3 separate regions of the Macaca mulatta genome follow, and regions 2 and 3 are each linked to region 1. Evidence: chromatin contacts called from public Hi-C data. All regions are on one chromosome and are shown on one strand. The core of a region is the stretch at or near the end of the contact, and the rest is flanking DNA. Distances in the headings are between cores, read along the strand shown.

What was found. A called contact is a pair of places that touch in the nucleus more often than the background predicts.
Region 2: a contact with region 1 is called in a Hi-C map of liver, with 5 times the contacts expected there. The contact joins the promoter of NDUFB6 here to the promoter of ACO1 in region 1. A contact is called at or near these places in 9 of 14 Hi-C or Micro-C datasets (CD4 T cells, blood, cortical neurons and 5 more).
Region 3: a Hi-C map of cortical neurons shows a contact between it and region 1, with 7 times the contacts expected there. The contact joins the promoter of TOPORS here to the promoter of ACO1 in region 1. A contact is called at or near these places in 2 of 14 Hi-C or Micro-C datasets (cortical neurons and fetal cortex germinal zone).

The regions. Positions count from the first base shown.
Region 1 is chr15:66,994,984-66,997,821 of T2T-MMU8v2.0, forward strand. It overlaps ACO1 (aconitase 1), which reads right to left and starts at 1,503. Exons shown (of 21, transcript NM_001257865.1): 1 at 1,408-1,503.
Region 2 is chr15:66,801,623-66,804,460 of T2T-MMU8v2.0, forward strand. It overlaps NDUFB6 (NADH:ubiquinone oxidoreductase subunit B6), which reads left to right and starts at 1,474. Exons shown (of 4, transcript NM_001260997.1): 1 at 1,474-1,766. The coding sequence starts at 1,587.
Region 3 is chr15:66,822,370-66,825,207 of T2T-MMU8v2.0, forward strand. It overlaps TOPORS (TOP1 binding arginine/serine rich protein, E3 ubiquitin ligase), which reads left to right and starts at 1,478. Exons shown (of 3, transcript NM_001266141.1): 1 at 1,478-1,647. The coding sequence starts at 1,645. It overlaps TZMP1 (transition zone microprotein 1), which reads right to left and starts at 1,754. Exons shown (of 3, transcript XM_028835113.2): 1 at 1,602-1,754; 2 at 1,114-1,284; 3 at 772-990. The coding sequence starts at 1,646. The coding sequence ends at 1,162. It overlaps NDUFB6 (NADH:ubiquinone oxidoreductase subunit B6), which reads left to right. Exons shown (of 4, transcript NM_001260997.1): 4 at 1-7.

The sequences.
Region 1 (2,838 bases), core at 253-2,752:
TTTCTGAGCCCACATGTCCTGTTTGCCACATCACTGTTGTAATCCTGATGAACAGACAGGTCAGTTCTGCAGGCACAGAAACAACCAAAGGCATGTGTGAAACTGTGCTGACTTTTCAGGAGGCTGGCAAGGTTCATCACAGCCTCACAGGGGACCTAGTACATGGTTTCCAAAGTGAGATCAAACTTGGTTCCAGATACCAGAAGTTAACACTGTCCATGGCATGGGGTGGTGAGTGTTCCCATTCAGAGGAAGGATCACAAACAAGAAGCAGGCCCAATGAATGAAGCCTCTGAAGCATCCTCAAAGTGTGGTGCAGAGAACTCCTAGGGATCTCCAAGGTCAAAAACCACTTTCATAGTAATAAAACGTTACTCGCTTTTTTTCACTCACGCATTTTCAGGAGTATACAATGGAGGTCTCAAGAGGCTACATGATATGCGATACTGCAACAGACTGCAGAAGCAGCTATCGAAATCCACCTGTCTTCAATTATGCTTGACATCAAAGAGATTTGCAAAAATGTAAAACAATGCCATTCTTCTCAATAATTTTCTGTTTTGGAAAATATAGTTCTTTTTCATAAAAATAGGCAATATTAAGATATAATTAGCTCATTATTCTTTTTAAATGAATTATTAAATATAGTAGAAATTTCTGTCTTACACATTATAAATATGGATAGATATAACTCACATAAAAGCTCCTTAAGACACTAATTTTTAAGAGTGTAAAGGGGTACTGAGTCCCAAAAAAGTTTGGGGACTTCTGTCCTAGAGGTTGTCCCCCAGGGAAGAGAATTGTGTGTGTTGCAAGAAGGAAGATGCCATTACGATGTGCTAGCTAAACGTGGAAAAAAATGACTTGGTCATAACTGCAGCCCAAGCTCCTTTCTGGATCTCTGAATCTATCAGGGTGGGCTCTGTGTTCAAGCCTCCCACGTAAGGGTCTCTTCCCCCTCATCCCATTTTCCCTTTACCCCTTGGAGTGCATTCCCGGATCTGCCCGCACAACTTTAGCAAGCGTTTCCCTACCCAGCTAGCCGGGCCTGGGCGATGACTCCCAGTGCGGGCCTCACGGCCTCGGGGTTAGGACTCCCAGGATCGGCCGCACACCCTAGACAAGGACTTTCAGGACAGCACGCACAGCCAAGGCTAAGAGGGTCTAGGAAAGCCATTTCCAATCCCTGGTCCCTCTCTTCGGCATGGCATAGACTGGGGACTGGGGGGACGTCAGTCGCCAGAAACACGTCCCCGATTCTCCTCTCAGCCTCCACAAGCTCGCCTCCGAGTCCCCCGGGCCGCACTGCCTCAGGCACCTCGGTAAAGGCCCGCACCGACTCCCGAAGGATACAGCGTGGACGGCGCTCCCGCCTGGGGACGTGGGCCGGGCAACGTCGGTACTCACCTCCGACTGCACGGTGGGGCTCCCGCGACCGGCGCACCAGACCCAAGGAGCGGGACGCGTCCCCGCCCGCTGCGCGGTTTCAGCTGCCGCCTCCACGCTCCGCCCCCTCTCGCCCCCCGGGCCGCCGCGCGATGGGCGGAGCAGGGGCGGGACTGGCGGGCAGCAAGCCGAGGAAGGGGCGGAGCCTGCGGGCGCCCTCGCGGGCCTGGAGGACTTCGCCCTGGGCAGGAGTCGAGGGTTGCGAAAGGCTCCTCCGTAGGATGTGGGAGAGCTGATCCCTCCGCCCGGTCCGCTTCTGCCAGCCTGAGTCCTGGGACGAGGGTGTCTTGCTCACTTTGGGGCTTAGCATTCCTAACGTCCAGCCGGCGTTAGGAAGTGACCAAAGGGTAGGGAAGAAATGGAATTATTTAAAAAACATGATTTGGCCATAACTGCAGAGGTTTCATGTACTGCAGAGGTTTCATGCAGAGGTTTCATGTACGTGTGGTCACTTCGTCCGCCTCCCTTCTCACTTTGTCCCTCCCCACCCTACCCACCCTCTCCAACCTCGCCTTAATTCTTTGCGCAAAGCCTGCCAAGTGGGCATCGGAGTCACGCTGTCAGAGTAGGACTTCAGCATTTCCGTGGCAAAAGTTCTATGTGTAGATTTCCTTGGACATGTCACAACACTTTCTAATACACGATGTTCCCCGATCTGAAGTCAGAAAAATGGCTGGGAGATGGCACCAGGTGGACTTTCACAAGACTTGCTTTTCATGTTGGTTGGAGTTTTGCCCTTTTGGGTGAATGTGCGTTCAAAGAAGTGATTAGATCTTTCTAGATAAAAGGTGGTGAGTTTTTCCCGCCCAAATTATTTGGAAAGTTACTGTAGTTTTCTGAATAAGCAGCTTATAGGATGAGTAAACAATAGCCAGTACTAATAGCCCCCTGCTACCTTATACTGCCCTTCTACTCTGCACAAAGCCCTGTGATTGACTCTTTCCACGTTACTCAGTTCAGCTCTTCCAACCACCCTACAGGTAAAGAATATTACCCGTCTTTGCAGGTGTGCAATGTGCAACAGCTGAGACTCAGTCCGTAGGTTGATTTGACGCCAAAGCCTACACCTTCCCTGTCATGCTGCACTATAGGGTACATCTATCATCTAGTTATATTTAACTTTGAAATATAAATACTTATATTTATTTTGAAAGAGGAAGTAACTGTATTTCCAATATGAGAGGAGACTTTCTTCCCACCCACTTCCTAAATCCTTTCCATTCACATTAGTAATTAAATTTTCTTTGAGTCTCCACCATATGGCAGAGGTGCACCACAATCTCTGCAAAATCGTGCTCCATTCTCCTTCGGAGGTAGGGAGAGTAGGGCAAGGTGAGAGCGAGTAGAAGGCTGGGGAAGTCCGACGAGGACACATCCAGCTAGATTTCAATT
Region 2 (2,838 bases), core at 224-2,723, 190 kb before region 1:
GTGAGTTAAATTGCATACTAAGTTGGGTTGCAGTTCATTATATAAGGGCTCAAAATAGGGAGACATCTTTAAGCTAAATTTAGTTTCACAATGTGAAATATTTACTTGGTTCTAAAGTCAAATGTATGAAGTAAGATGTTTCCAGATTCTATCCCTGTCTCCTCTATCCTATTTATTTCCTCCACCATAGGTAACATCTTAAAAAACCTCAATTGTTTTCTTTCCCATTATTTTGAAATTTTAAGAAAATATGTATATATATTGAAATTACCACCATCTTTCTCTTTTTGGGTAAAAGCATACTGTATAAATTCCCATCCATTTTTTTTTTTTCACTTTATAATGTATCCTGGAAATCACACCACAGATGTATATAGAGTTCTTCCCCATTACTTTTCTCAATTATATTAGCATTTCATTGCTTTGTTGTGTGAAAGTTTTTGGGAAGCCACTGTTTTGGACTAGCCTCATGCACTAGGCCCCAGCAGACCAGACCAAATCAGAATGGAGTCGTTTGTGCTAAGTACAACGTAATCAAACTGAACTTTGAAATGGGCCAGTTTTCCAAAAAATGGGAAATTCCCCTAAGCCTGAGTCAGTGAAACAAGGAAGTTCCTTCTGCTTTAACTCTAAGAGAAAAATAACTTTGAAACGACGAGTCTGCTTTTTGTTCTGTTTCTGCTTTCTTCAGCCCCTATTTGCCAATAAAACCAACCGCCTCTGCTCAGCTGATCAGAACACTCATTCTACTTTATAGAATGGGGTGTTTTCTGAGTCTAGAATCACAAATAAGAGTCAATTAAGATTTTTAAACTAATTCATTGTAACGCTGTCTTTCGACTGTTGTACTATAATTTATTCAAGCATTCCTTTATTTAGGAATTTGGGGGTAATTTCCAATATTTTGGTATTACGAATCATGCTGAATAGTCGTGCATGCCCTTTCATATTTTCACCACACGTATTTTTGGGTGAAAGCATGAATGCATCCATGCAAGATTTTGCTAGATATTAAGCTACTCTTTTCACTATTTCTGTACAGATGGAGGGACAGATGAGACAGCTGCCTGGGGCACTTCAGCAGTTACTGGCACAGCTGGGATTTGAACTTGGATGTTAACTATTTTCATACACTCTCTAGGTCATTCCAAGGTGGCAGAGACAAGCAAATAATTTCGTATCTGGACAGCATATTCACTGAAACACTTATGCGTATCCTTCCTGCTCCCAGCATACAAGTTCTTCCTTAGCAAAACCTCCAGTCCTCTAATTTAGCATACTTTCGTCTAATCTGTCACTTTCCTCAGGCCTCAAAACTAAGAGCACTCCTCGTCCCCACCCGGTAATAATCTGGTCGGGTATAGCGGCGGTGGGCGGAGAGAGAATTGGAGGTGGAGAGCTTTGCGCATGCCCGGACACTTAGGACTCTGGGGCCCCTGCAGAGGCAGGACCAGGATGTGACGTAATAACCGCGCGCGGCGCCCGGCGTTCCCACAAGGTCGCTTTGCAGAGCGGGAGCGAGCTTAAGTAACTAGTCCCTAGTGCGAGGGTGGGTCGTGTCCTTTTGCCTTGGTACCAGCGGAGACATGACGGGGTATACTCCGGATGAGAAACTGCGGCTGCAACAGCTGCGAGAGCTGAGAAGGCGATGGCTGAAGGACCAGGAGCTGAGCGCTCGGGAGCCGGTGCTGCCCCCACAGAAGATGTGGCCTATGGAGAAATTCTGGAATAAGTTTTTGGAGAATAAATCCCCTTGGAGGAGAACGGTGAGTGACAGACCTCTCCGGTCCCCCCTCAACACACCCCACCGCGGCCAGCAGCCCGGACACTGAACGTCCGCTCCCTGCAGCCACACCAAGGACTGATAACCGCTCCGTGCTGGGAAACACTGGCCAGTCCCGAGAGCGCTCCTGGAGTCCCGGGAGGCAGGAGTCCGGGAATATGTATGGCTTTGAGAGAATCATGCCTTTTATTGTCAAGTACAGTGAGACGGGGGCGAATTTTAATACTTAGGTTTTCCAGGACGCTGCACATTTGGTTCTCTTTTGACTGTAGAAATCTTCCCTCAGAATAATAGCCAAGGACTCGCTAGAATTAAAATTCTGTGATTTAAGTATTTGAGGACACTTGTCTAACTTTTAAGTGTGACGTTCTAGAGATCAAGTAACACAGTATCCAACTACCAGAGGGCACAGCCAGCCCTTAGCTGGTAGTACAGCCCCATGTGATCCCCGTAAAAGACAGGGTCCTGTTGGTATGCCTTGTGAGTCACATTCAAGAGCTACCTTTCTAAACTACCGTTCTGTACTTTTAACACAGGGTTTCGTTAAAAAATGACATTTTGGACTTTGAAGAAAATCACTCATTCAAGAAATTTATTTTCAAGGCCTCTGGGTATTTTCTTGAGGTCTGTTATGGGTGATAAACATCTCAGAATTGCTTTCAGTTACCTACAACACTTACTGATAATAGTAGTAATAATACTAAGTAGCACCTGGGTGCTTGCTGTGTACTTGGCACTCTACTGAGGGTTTTACAAATGTTACTTCATTTCTTTATTCCTGCAAGGTAGATATTCCTAATCCTCACTTTAAATGTGAAGAAACTGAGGCCTATAAAGATTCAGTGATTTGCCGGTGGTCAGGGAGCTAGGAATTGAAGGAGTTCATATTGAAATCAACATGTACCTATTTCTTACTGTACTACAAAGTCTAGTGCAATAGAATTGTTGAAAATTTTTTCTGAGAAAGTGGTATTGGATACTTATTTATGGTGGTAAAATTCAACTCTTCTCTCACCCTTTGTATCCCTGACATTATCGGGATATTGGCAGTCACT
Region 3 (2,838 bases), core at 228-2,727, 170 kb before region 1:
AATAAAGTTTAATCTCAGAAATTGTCATATTTCTTTTCCAGCATTGTACAATTTGAGACTCTTTGAGTAATTTAATAAGTAAAAAGTGGACATGCTAAAAAAAAATATGAGAGACCACCTACTGTTTCTGGTCATTCTTGACTTGGAAAACAGGGTATGGAAAAGTATTCAGTTACGTACTAGTTTGTTTGGTTTTTTTTCCTTATACAATACTTTAATTTGGTATCAGGGTATGCAACAGTGAATTTTCGCAATAAACAAATATAAGAACAGAAATTCCATGCACTTTTGTTTTAAGGAAATCTTTCCGGCTGGGCATGGTGGCTCACGCCTGTAATCCTAGCACTTTGGGAGGCCAAGGCGGGCAGATCACGAGGTCAGGAGATCAAGACCATCCTGGCAAACACAGTGAAACCCCGTCTCTACTAAAAATACAAAAAAATTAGCCGGGCATGGTGGCGGGCACCTGTAGTCCCAGCTACTCGGGAGGCTGAGGCAGGAGAATGGTGTGAACCCAGAAGGCAGAGCTTGCAGTGAGCTGAGATAGAGCCACTGACTGCACTCCAGCCTGGGCGACAGAGCAAGACACTGTCCCTACCCACCCCCCCCCAAAAATAAGGAATCTTTCCGAGTCATTTTTAAAGAATTTAGAAACTTCATTGAAAAGCTTATTTGCTGTTTTGTCATGAGAATGTAAAATACTAAAATTTCTAAGTTAAAAATTTGCATATTAGTGCTTGTTACAAAAGATAATGCAAAAATAAACTTGGGAACTTTGCATTATGAATTTTATTTTTAAATCTACATAAGCATGAGGGAAAGAACTGTATTTTCAAAGAATTAAATACAGAGGAGTTACAAATTTTCATTCGTCCCAAAGATTTTGTCTGTGTATTTCTTCCTTAGCTGTCGTCTTGCAGACACCATTAAAGCATAGATGATGCAGCCCCAGTTGATTAAAACGATGGCAAGCAGCAACTAAACCAAAAACTGCAAAAGAGGTGTGAAATGTGCCTGATATTTCTGCAAATTTGCATACTAGTGCTTGTTATAAAGGATAATGCAAAAATAAACTTGGGAACTTTGCATTATGAATTTTACTTTTAAATCTACCTAAGCATGAGGGAAAGAACTATTTTCAGAGAAGTAAATCCAGAGGAGTTACAAATTTTCATTCGTCCCAAAGATTTTGTCTGGGTATTTCTTCCTTAGCTGTCGTCTTGCAGACACCATTGAAGCATAGATGATGCAGCCCCAGGAGATTAAAACGATGACAAGCAGCAACTAAACCAAAAACCAAAAGAGGTGTGAAATGTGCCTGGTATTTCCCCCCGCCGTCAGGTTACCGTGTGCCATTGCTAAGGTGGGAATTAAAGTAACAAAGTCGAATAAATGGGGTTCCAGTGGCGGGTACACCCAGCTGCCCTTACGTAAGAAGCGGAAGATCGTATCCTCCAGGAAGAGGCGGAGTCGAGGTGAGGGAGTGAAATGCTTAATTCAGGAATGGATTTTGGAGTTTCTGGGTGCTGAAGAAGTAGAGCCTTTCTGCCTGCAGGCCCAGTGAGTCGACACGGTGGGGGCCCGCGAGCCCCGGGACTTACCACAGAATAAATCCAGTCCAGCGTGCGACGACTCACTGGCTTCATGGTAAGGAGGCGGCAGCGGTTCGCGGGAGCTGGCGGGAGTTGCGGGCCTTACAGTAACCTCCCAGGCGGTGGCTGCCCGGCGGCAGCAGCCATCTTTTAGCCGGGCACGAGCGGCCGCCCACTCGCTTCGTGCAGAGGTGTTGCCGGCCTCTTCCGCCCGGAGTTGGTGGGGGGGGGGGGGCGGGATCACGTGATCGGGGGCCTTGCCCGCCTTTTAGAGGGGAATAAACGAGAAAATGTTAAAAATTGCCTTTTTTTTTTTTTCCTTTTTTTGCCAACTAGAGAGATAGGAGATGGGCGTACCTCCACAGGTTTTCTTTATAGTTGCAATGCAGTATTAACGCAGGATGAGGTGCTGTCGTGTCCATTGAAAAGTTTATTTGAAAAACAATCCACGTTTTAAATATTACGTCGGGGTCTAAAGCTGGAAGAATTAATGCTTTCTCCCCCGGCTTCCCTACGCCTCTCCGCATCTGATACCACACGATTTAGATGAACGTTCGCCTGTTCATCTTTGACGTAAAAATACCACCCACTCTTTTGTATGTGACAGATCGTTGTGGGAACCCCTGTAAATCGAGCCGTTCTTCACAAATGTATAGCATGATGTATATCTCTAAGAAGAAATATGTGGGATGCGTTACCCGCCATAATGTACCAGTCAAGCAACAAGTGTTTTCTGAGCGTGTCTGAGGTTCTTGAACGGCCGCGCATGAGATACTGAGCCCCGAGCACGGCAGTTTGGCTGGCAAGCGTACCAGGTTCAGCTCTAGAATGTTTGGGACGCTCACATTTGAGGCCTGAGGAGTAGAATCTGGCAACGGGCCGCTTTAGGCTCTAGACGTTCTTTATACCTCGCAGTTATCTTAAAAGAGTTTTAGTCTAGATTTCAGGGAGTGGGAAGGGGAAGAGCGGAGAAAAACGTGGTCTGTTTAGGGAAGAGTCCAGGCCCTGTTTTGTTAGGTTGTCCTGTTTCTCCCCAGCCTGGAGGGGATCCCTCTCTGAAGATTTTATAGGATACTGGTTGGGCTCTGGTTTTGGATCCCGTTGGACTCCCGGTGTTGCTTCCGGGACTTCAACTCCGTGTAACAGTTCCCTTATCTAGACACTAGAGACAATTTCGTAAGTTCCCGCAGAGTTTGGTGAGGTTGAAACGACATCGAACTAGTTGTCGTGTTTTCCGGGTAAGTTA